2 separate regions of the Sus scrofa genome follow, and region 2 is linked to region 1. Evidence: chromatin contacts called from public HiChIP or PLAC-seq data. All regions are on one chromosome and are shown on one strand. Each heading gives the region's core, a stretch centred on a gene start, on an enhancer-like site or on the middle of the called end of the contact. The rest is flanking DNA. Distances are from core to core; before and after follow the strand shown. Region 1 holds the start of PPIH (peptidyl-prolyl cis-trans isomerase H). Region 2 holds the start of FOXJ3 (forkhead box protein J3).

Region 1 (4,440 bases), core at 1,412-3,911:
CCCCTTTCCTCCTTATTCTCCTCTTTCTTCTTCACCTTCAATGGAGGGAGAGAGGGAGAGCAAGGAGAGAGGGGAACTAACGAGAAATTATTTGAAAAGAACTAAGTTGAGACACACTGAATTTTTATGTGTAACCCTTGCTTCCTCAGACCACTGAACTGGAAAGGACGGTCAAAGGATGGAAGAAATAGGGAGTTCCCGTCGTGGCGCAGTGGTTAACGAATCCGACTAGGAACCATGAGGTTGCAGGTTCGATCCCTGGCCTTGCTCAGTGGGTTAAGGATCCGGCCTTGCTGTGAGCTGTGCTGTAGGTCACAGACGTGGCTTGGATGTGGCGTTGCTGTGGCTGTGGTGTAGCAGGCAGGTACAGCTCCTCCAATTAGACCCCTAGCCTGGGAACCTCCATATGCCACTGGAGCGACCCTAGAAAGACAAAAAGACCAAAAAAAAAAAAAAAAAAAAAAAAAGAGAGAGAGACATGTAGGAAGTAATAGCTGTTATATTGAATTCAAGCCTTACTCGATTCACTCCATTTATTGAATCTATGTATTGAATCCCTACCATGTGTTTGCTGTTCAACAGTGGACACCCTGGCTACATCTGAGAAGACAAACATGGAGAGGCTCGGTGTTTGTTGTCCAGCCCAAGCCCCTGTGCCACAGCACAGTGAGGACAAACAAACGAAAACATTGAGTTTGGAGCAGAGAAAGGCTTATTGGGCCAAGCCAGGTGAATGGAGAACTTGTGCTCAAAAGACCTGAACTCCCCACTGGCTTTCAGGGAAGAGTTTTTCAAAGCAACATTTGGGTGATGGCTGCAGGGTGTGACTTTCTTCTGATTGGTTGTTGGTGGGTAACAGGGTTGGCGGTCCAGGAGTCGCATTCATCAGCCTTCTAGTTCTGGCCAGTCTGGGGTCTCAGAGGTAGTTACGCTCCTCCAGCTGGATGGGTGGCGTGGGTCCTACCGAACTCCAAGGTCTGTGTCAGATTGCCCTGCACATCCCTCGAGGAGGAACTCCGCTTCTCCCTGAATGACGTGTTTTCAGTGCTTTTGTGTCTGCATTCCCTCACTTCCCCGGTTAGTAACTGAATGTGCTCTTCTGAACTGAGGGAACCCCTGGGAGGCCGAAGCCTTTTTCTGCAAACAAGAAGTGAGGCCCACGGAAAGGCTCTTATACCCTGGAAGGTCCTGCTCACTTTCAGTCTCCCTCCCCTCCCCCCACTTTCATTTTATACTCTTCAGCCTTTTTTTTTTTTTAGTCTTTTTAGGGCCACATCTGTGACATATGGAGGTTCCCAGGCTAGGCGTCTAATAGGAGCTGTCGCTGCTGGCCTACACCACAGCCCACGACAACGCCAGATCCTTAACCCACTGAGCAGGGCCAGGGATCGAACCTGCGTCCACATGGATGGCTAGTCAGATTCGTTTCCGCTGAGCCATGACGGGAACTCCCTATGCTCCTCAATATTGAGGGAAACGGGTGGACAAGAAAGGGAATAAAGTTTTGGATGGGGATTTGGTTTCATTTTCACGGAGTTAAACAAGTGTGAAGGCAGCAGGTGGGGTGGGAAATGGATGATGAACAGCATAAAGAAATAACCAGGTAATGTATCTGAAAGTGCGACGGAGGGCTCCGCTGGATTGGGTGCAATGTTCCCTTCTGGGTGATAGCTGAGCTGAGACCCGATCTACACGGCCACTCCCCACCCCCAACAGGATGGAGAATTTTTTTTCTTTTAGGGGCTACACTATGGCATATGGAAGTTCCCAGGCCAGGAGTCCAATTGGAGCTTCAGCTGCTGGCCTACACCACAGCCACAGCCACGCCAGATCTGAGCTGTGTCTGTGATCTACAGGGTTGTCTGAACCTGCAACCTCATGGTTACTAGCGGGGTTCCTTTCCACCGAGCCACATTCAAACTCCAAGAAGAATATTAAAGACAGTAAACAGCTCGTACCAAGACCCTAAAGGTAATGCAGCTCTCTGACACCTCCAGGAACAGAAAGGCAAGGGTTCCAGGGAGGCGACAGCCAGAAAAAGTAACGTAGGTCCTGTACTTAAGGAATTGGCTTGTATTCTAAATACAGGGAAGCCAGGAGTGATTTGCAAGCAGATGTATTTTAAAACCTCTAGCTGCTCTGCAGTAAGTGATTTGGAGGTGAGCAAAGCAGAAGCTTGTGGCAGAACTGGAATTTAAACTCCAGGGTCCCCGCTTCAAGGAAGTGCTCAGTACTGACTGAAGGAGCCTGACAGGCCAGGCTGCTCTAAGTGCTGGGGAGGAGCAGCTTCTGCTTCCATGGGCTCCAGACCCGTGGGCAGGGGTAAGAAACCGCACGTACCAGGGTTCAGAGAGCTCTTGGCTGCGAAGGCTGAGAAGGACCCTCGAGGCTGCCAAGCCCCAGCCCGCTGGCCTGCGCGAGACTGCACTTAGTGTAGCCAAGGGAAAGGGAGGCCCGTTCACCTTGAGCGAAAAACGCCGCGGTACCCCTCGCGGCTCAGCATCCAAGCAAAGCCAAGGAGCTAGGAGCCAGCGGGCGCAGCGAGGGCCGACCACAGGCAGCCCGCGCCCCCGACGCAGAGCGGGGGTTGGCGCCGGAGGCGGGGCTTCCGGGGAGGGGCGTGGCTTCCGGGGCCGGGCCGGCCTCGGCCGCTCTCCCCGCGCCTGCGCCGCAGACGAACCCCGCCCCCCAGGGGCCAGCTTCGCCGGAACCTCGCGTTCCCGACTTCTGCTTCCGGGTCGGCGCCATGGCGGTGGCAAATTCAAGCCCTGTCAACCCCGTGGTGTTCTTCGATGTCAGCATCGGCGGCCAGGTGAGGTCCCGGCAGCCACCCAGGCCAGCGCCGAAGGGAAGGTGCCCTGCGTCTGGCCGTCAGCTCTCACGCCCTCGGGCCAGTGGGCCCAGGAAGCCGGAAAGTTAAATCGGACCAGAACCTGCCGGCCAGTGGGGCGGGGGTGGGGGGAGAAGGGAGGAGGAGGAGGCGTCTTACCCTCCGAGCGCCCGGCTTGCGGAGGGACTGAGCGGAACGGAGGGGTGGCCCGCGGAGGCGGAGGTGGACGAGACCCAGCGGCCTTGGGGAGGGAGGGTTCCACGGGCTTGGACTGGGCTTTCTGACCGTCTCCCGCCGGTTGCAGGAAGTTGGCCGCATGAAGATCGAGCTCTTTGCAGACGTGGTGCCTAAAACAGCCGAGAATTTTAGGTAAAGAGATGTTCCAGCTTTGCCGGGTTAATTAAACCAGAAGCTGAGCCCCAGTCTGCGGCATCGTCTGTCTGCCTCTGTCCGTCCACTCGCTGTTCTTGAGATGTGATTCCTCTGGGCATCGCTCTGAGTAGTCTGGACTGTTCCCATGTCCATTTATGTTGGGTTTGTTTGTTTGTTTGTTTTTGTCTTTTTGCTATTTCTTGGGCCGCTTCTGCAGCATATGGAGGTTCCCAGGCTAGGGGTCCAATCGGAGCTGCAGCCACCAGCCTACGCCAGAGCCACAGCAACGCGGGATCCGAGCCGCGTCTGCAACCTACACCACAGCTCACGGCAACGCCGGATCCTTAACCCACTGAGCAAGGGCAGGGATCGAACCCGCAACCTCATGGTTCCTAGTCGGATTCGTTAACCACTGTGCCATGACGGGAACTCCCATTTATGTTGTTAATCTGTGTGTCTGGACTTCTGACTAATCGGTGGGTGGGTTTGCTGGCGCCACTGTCTGAGCCGCCCCTCCCTAGATTAGGGGCGCTCACGTCTGTGATGCCACGGTGACCTCGTCCACTCTTTTCCCTTACAGGCAGTTCTGCACTGGAGAATTCAGGTTAGTCTCAGACGTGGTTGACTTCTTTGCTCGCTCCTGAGAGGTATCCTGGGGCTGCAGCGAGGGTATTTGTGAACAACCAGCAGGCCTTGCATGATTGCTGGTAACAGTAATAGCAGATAATCCCCCATGGGTCTCTTCTCAGTTCATTTGCCCTCTTTATCTCTCTTCTCACCATCTTTAGGAGAGTCTTTGGCTCGAGTATGTGATAAACTTGTAAGGTTTATGGTGTACCTGTCATCATTCCAAGTCTCTGTATTTTGTTTGTAGAAAAGATGGGGTTCCAATAGGATACAAGGGGAGTACCTTCCACAGGTAAGGGCTTTGGCAAGACATCCTGGGGGGCTTTTAGAATTACTTCCTTGGGCGATTGGTCTCTTTAGAGGAAAACAAAACCATGGGGTAATTCTTAGATCTTGAAAAGGGATGTTTTTATGAACTCAACAGGTGAGTTGAAGACTTCCTTTAAAAAGTGATAAACACTGTATTTTGAAATCATTATTGGAAGTATCCGAATCTTCTCTCTGGATCTTTCGTTCTGTTTCAGGGTCATAAAGGATTTCATGATTCAGGGTGGAGATTTTGTTAATGTAAGTACTGTTCTTTCCTCTTGAGTCCTGCCGGGTGTGTTGCT
Region 2 (4,343 bases), core at 99-2,598, 230 kb before region 1:
TGCATGTAACACATCTATGACACGCAGTTTGTTTCGCCGGCAAACTCAACAGGAGAAAATAAAGTAAATGTCAAGAGAAGACACTAAAGATGCCCACCAACCTCTACCCCCGCCCCCCAGCCAGCCCAACTCAGCGCACAGAGGAATCCAACTAGGAACAACAGAGACGTGGACTGCGCCACACAGAAAAGAAAAACCTTCGCCAACCTCACACACACAGTAGAATAGAGAAGTGAAAACTATACACCTCAGTGCATCAGCAGCTAGAGCTTGCTATTCGGTCTGCAGGAAAAAGACCAGGAGCAGCGAGAGGAGAAAAGACGTCCATGAAACCAAGACCCTACCAGCCCCCGTTTCAGAGGACAAGTCTTGCTGGTTCCAGCCGACCAAGAGTCCGCCGCAGCAAAGCACCCTGACCCTAGCACCTTCCACGCCGCGCCAAGGAACTCGCAGAGGAAAAACCACCCCACTTTCACCTCCCTCCTCGCCAGCTGCAAAAATGGAGGGGGGAGGGGGAGACACCCTACCACGTGGGCAGGATGCAACACACACAGGACAGCAACACGTCCGCACGGAACGGCTGCCTCTGCCCCAGTGCCGGCAAAGGACACGGCGACAGGATGGGTGGGAACGCAGGCCCCCCGCACGGGCCTCCTCACCCCGAAGGGCACCCCAGACACGCAAGGTGCTGGCCGCCTCGCCGCCCGAGAGCCACCCCGAAGCCTGAAGGAAAGAAGCTGCATCGCGCCGGGGGCAGCGACCAGCTCAGGCCACGGGCAGGTCACGGAGAGAAGCCGGCCACTGCCCGCGGGCGCGACGCCCCGGGAGCCCCGTCTGGCGCCCCCGGGCCCCGCCTGGGGGAGGGGCGGGAGGCGCGGCGCGGCCGCCGCTCGGCTGAGGGGCAGCAGCAGCTGAGAAGCGCCGCGGGGGAGGGAGGCACCCAGCCCTCGCCGCCCGCCAGGCCTCGGCCCGGGCCCGGGCCCCCCGCCCCGCCCGCCGCCCGCCCCGCGGCGCGGCCGCTGCTCGGAGAAGCCGGAGGGCGTCCCGCGGAGGGCAGCCCCTGCCTCCGTCCCGGGAGATGCCCCGGCCCCGCCTCCTCACCCGCCGCCCCGGCCCGGCCGCCCCGACGACCGGCGCTCACCTCAGGCTGCGCAGGCCGGGACGGCCCGGCCGAGCCCCCGGCCGCTGCGTGCGTCTCCCACGCCCGGGGAAGGTCCCAGCGGCCCCTGGAGCGAGCGGCCGAGGCCCGGAGCAGCGCCGAGAGCGGCGGCGGCGGCAGCGGGAGCAGCCAACATCCGGGGCCGCGCACCCGGAACTACTTCCCGACCCGCTCCCCCTCCCGCCCCCGCCGCCGCCCCCGCCTCCCGCGACGTCGCTGCGCCACCGGCGCGGCGTCGACGGCGTCACGGCCCTTCACGGTCAAGGCTACGGCGGCGCGCGCGGGATCCCTCCGCTGGGACAAGTAGTGCCCAGCGCGGTTGGGGCCCCGCCTCCGCGCAGCCCGTGTCATCCGGCGGCCGGCAGCTCCGGGTGGCTTGAGCTGTGCGCCCCAGCGTGGCGACCCGGGAGTGAGGGCGGCGGGGGCAGCTCCGAAGTGGAGGACGGCAGGGACCTCCGCCTCGGACCCTGTCCACGGAGTCCTGGGGCCCCGGGCCCGGAAGGACGGCGCCTTGACCTCCCCGCAAAGCCCCTCTACCGCGCCGTAGCGACAGGCCCCTTCGCCTCGCCGAGAGCCCGGCCCCCTAGTCCAGCTCGGCGCCCAGCGGACTCTGCGCGCCCCCACAGAGGCATCTTAGACCTTCAGGCCACCTCTCCTTCTAGAACGTCCCAAGTCCCGGTTCTAGACCCATCTCTGCCGAGGCCTCTCCCGTGCCTAGGCTTGGTTTCCTTCTCCTTAAAACAAGGCAGTTGGAACTCCAAAGGCCTTTCTGATTCTCAGGCAGCTGCCCAGGTTATGGTCCTTGCTATCAAAAGGTGGCGTCTTTAGCAGGGTAGTTGGGCGGCTTGTGAACTTTGGAATTTATTTCTACGTCCATCTTTACTAATTCTTTCTCTAAAGTATCAGCACTGCAAATCTGCCCTGTAATTTCACATTTAGTTACATTCAGAGCACCAAGCATGCTTTTGAACTCACAGTAGGTGCTCAATACTTGGAAACTCAGATAATCTGTTAGATGAATACTAGGTTGATTGAATGAGATGGAAAAGGGAGGCCCGACTGAATTGACTCCGGGAAGGTCCTCTGACGTAGTCCCATAGGGATCAGATAAAGACCTCTGGGAAAGAGCCGAGTACCCAATTGCTTCAGCAAACATTGAACACCTGCCATTTGCCAAGCATTTGTAGGCACCGGGGGTTCAGAGCACTCCTATGTTCTCATGGTACGTAGGACTCCAGCAAGACTCTGAAATTAAGAGATTCATTCACTCATTCATCCAACAAAGGTTTGCCAATCACTACTGAGGTTGTCAGACACTATTTTAGTGTTTGGGTTGGATCGGTGAATAGAAGCGGGGCATTGGTGGGAGGGAATATCCTTCTTATTGGAGCTGCCATCTAAGTATGGAAAGAAAGATGATAAATGTCACAGGAAACTAATCTGGTATGATGGGAAGCGTTTAGTGCCTTCCGGGAAAAAAAAGACCAAGGTAAGAGGTATGAGGAAAACTGGAGGAGGGAGCAGAGGGGGCAGGACCTTTTTTTTTTTTTTAACATCAACCATTTCTTTATCAATAAAATGTTTGTTTACTTCCTTTGAAGTACATGTTAAATGCTGGGGCTTCAGTGGAGAATAAGCCAAGGTTCTGACCTGATGGATGCCCCAACTAGTGGAGACCACATGCCCGGTGCTGTCACATGTCAGGTTCCTAAAACAGGACTCCTATGTTCCTTTTTGAAAAATTTTTTTTGAATTTTTTTTTTTGGGGGGGCCGTCCCTAGGCACATGAAGTTCCCAGGCCAGGGATCAGATCTGAGCTGAAGATGCAGCAATGCCAGATCCCCCAACCCACTGCACCAGGCTGGGGCGCGGACCTGTGTCCTGGTGCTCCAGAGATGCCTTTGATCACACTGTGCTACGGCAGGAACTTCGCCTGTGTTCATCTATATAGCTGCTGAAATTGAGGTTGAGAAGAGGTCAAAGCTTGAGCCAGGACTCAAACCCAGTGTTTTCCCAGTCCAGCTCCCTTTCCAGCTCTACCTCGGCTGAGATGTCCTGTTTTTCTGTTTCGTTACACCTCATCTCTTTTGTCAAGTAAACTCATGCATGAATCTAGGCAAATGGCCTTAGGCCTGCACGGGGGCAAAGAAGAGGAAGCAGGGAAGACATTTACAAGAAAAGAGGGAGGACTTAATAAAAGAAATATGTAGACATGCAAAGCAAAGTCACAGGGGTAGCACAGGCGATTTAGTGAAAGAGAAAGGAGGGTAGATTCATAATAGCTTATTCCAATTCCAGTTTTACAGAATGGGATTTTAAATAGAGCCAGCAGGGAGAGCCCAATTCATAAGGTGACTTTAACGAGAAACTTGAAAGAGGTGAAGGCGTGAACCAGGTGTTGTGTGGGAAGCAATGTTCCAGGCAGAAGGAACAGCTAGTGGAAAGACCCTGAAGTGAAAGTATTCCTGGACGTGTTAGGACCAGAAGGGCAGGCCCACTCGAGCAGGGTGAGCAAGTGCGAGAGGAAAGGCGAGATGAGATCGGAGAGTTGGGTCTTGTTGGCCGTTGTGAGAATCTTGGCCAAAGTGGAACCACTACAGAGCTTCGAACAGACCAGTGAGTAATTGATTCATGCTTTCCAAAGATCATTCCGGCTCTGTATGGAGAGGAGATGGTAAGCAGGCATTGGTGGAAGCCAAAGGCTCCATTACCTGGGTGCCAGATGATGGCTTAGACCGGGATGGTAGCAGGGAGGAAGATAAATAAGATGCAGTGTCTGTACTTTAAGAACTCAGACTAGTGGGAAGGAAGAGGTCATTAGAATACACTGTGATAAAGGAAACCGGATCCTGAAGAAAAGGCCGCCTTGCAGCAGTCCTGAGAGAGGTTAAAGCTTCCCTCTCTACCAAGTGTCCAAGGGAATTGGAAGTTCCTTGTTCTTTGTTGGGCCATCGGTGGCTCCTTGATCACGCAGCTAACATTCGTCTTCTTCCCCGCCCTTCACGTCTCCGAGCCCACCATCATCTGAGTGGTGTTACATGCAGAAGGATGCTAAATATCGGCCAGGGTCATGCATGTAAGGAGATGGGCAAAACTGAGGCCATTGCTCTTTGCTAAAGGAAGAACCTGAGGCCTGTAGTCACCAGGTTTTAGCCTGAGCCTGGGGTCAAGGTCACCAAAGCCC

What was found. HiChIP or PLAC-seq counts read pairs in DNA pulled down with a chosen protein or histone mark.
Region 2: an H3K27ac HiChIP or PLAC-seq map of alveolar macrophages shows a contact between it and region 1. The contact joins the promoter of FOXJ3 here to the promoter of PPIH in region 1. A contact is called at or near these places in 1 of 47 Hi-C or Micro-C datasets (embryonic fibroblasts) and 2 of 2 datasets of contacts at active chromatin or transcription factors (alveolar macrophages and skeletal muscle).

What each region holds. Positions count from the first base shown.
Region 1 is chr6:168,758,571-168,763,010 of Sscrofa11.1, reverse strand. It overlaps PPIH (peptidyl-prolyl cis-trans isomerase H), which reads left to right and starts at 2,661. Exons shown (of 10, transcript XM_003128098.4): 1 at 2,661-2,812; 2 at 3,135-3,199; 3 at 3,783-3,806; 4 at 4,077-4,121; 5 at 4,354-4,396. The coding sequence starts at 2,747.
Region 2 is chr6:168,991,437-168,995,779 of Sscrofa11.1, reverse strand. It overlaps FOXJ3 (forkhead box protein J3), which reads right to left and starts at 1,348. Exons shown (of 13, transcript XM_021096929.1): 1 at 1,142-1,348.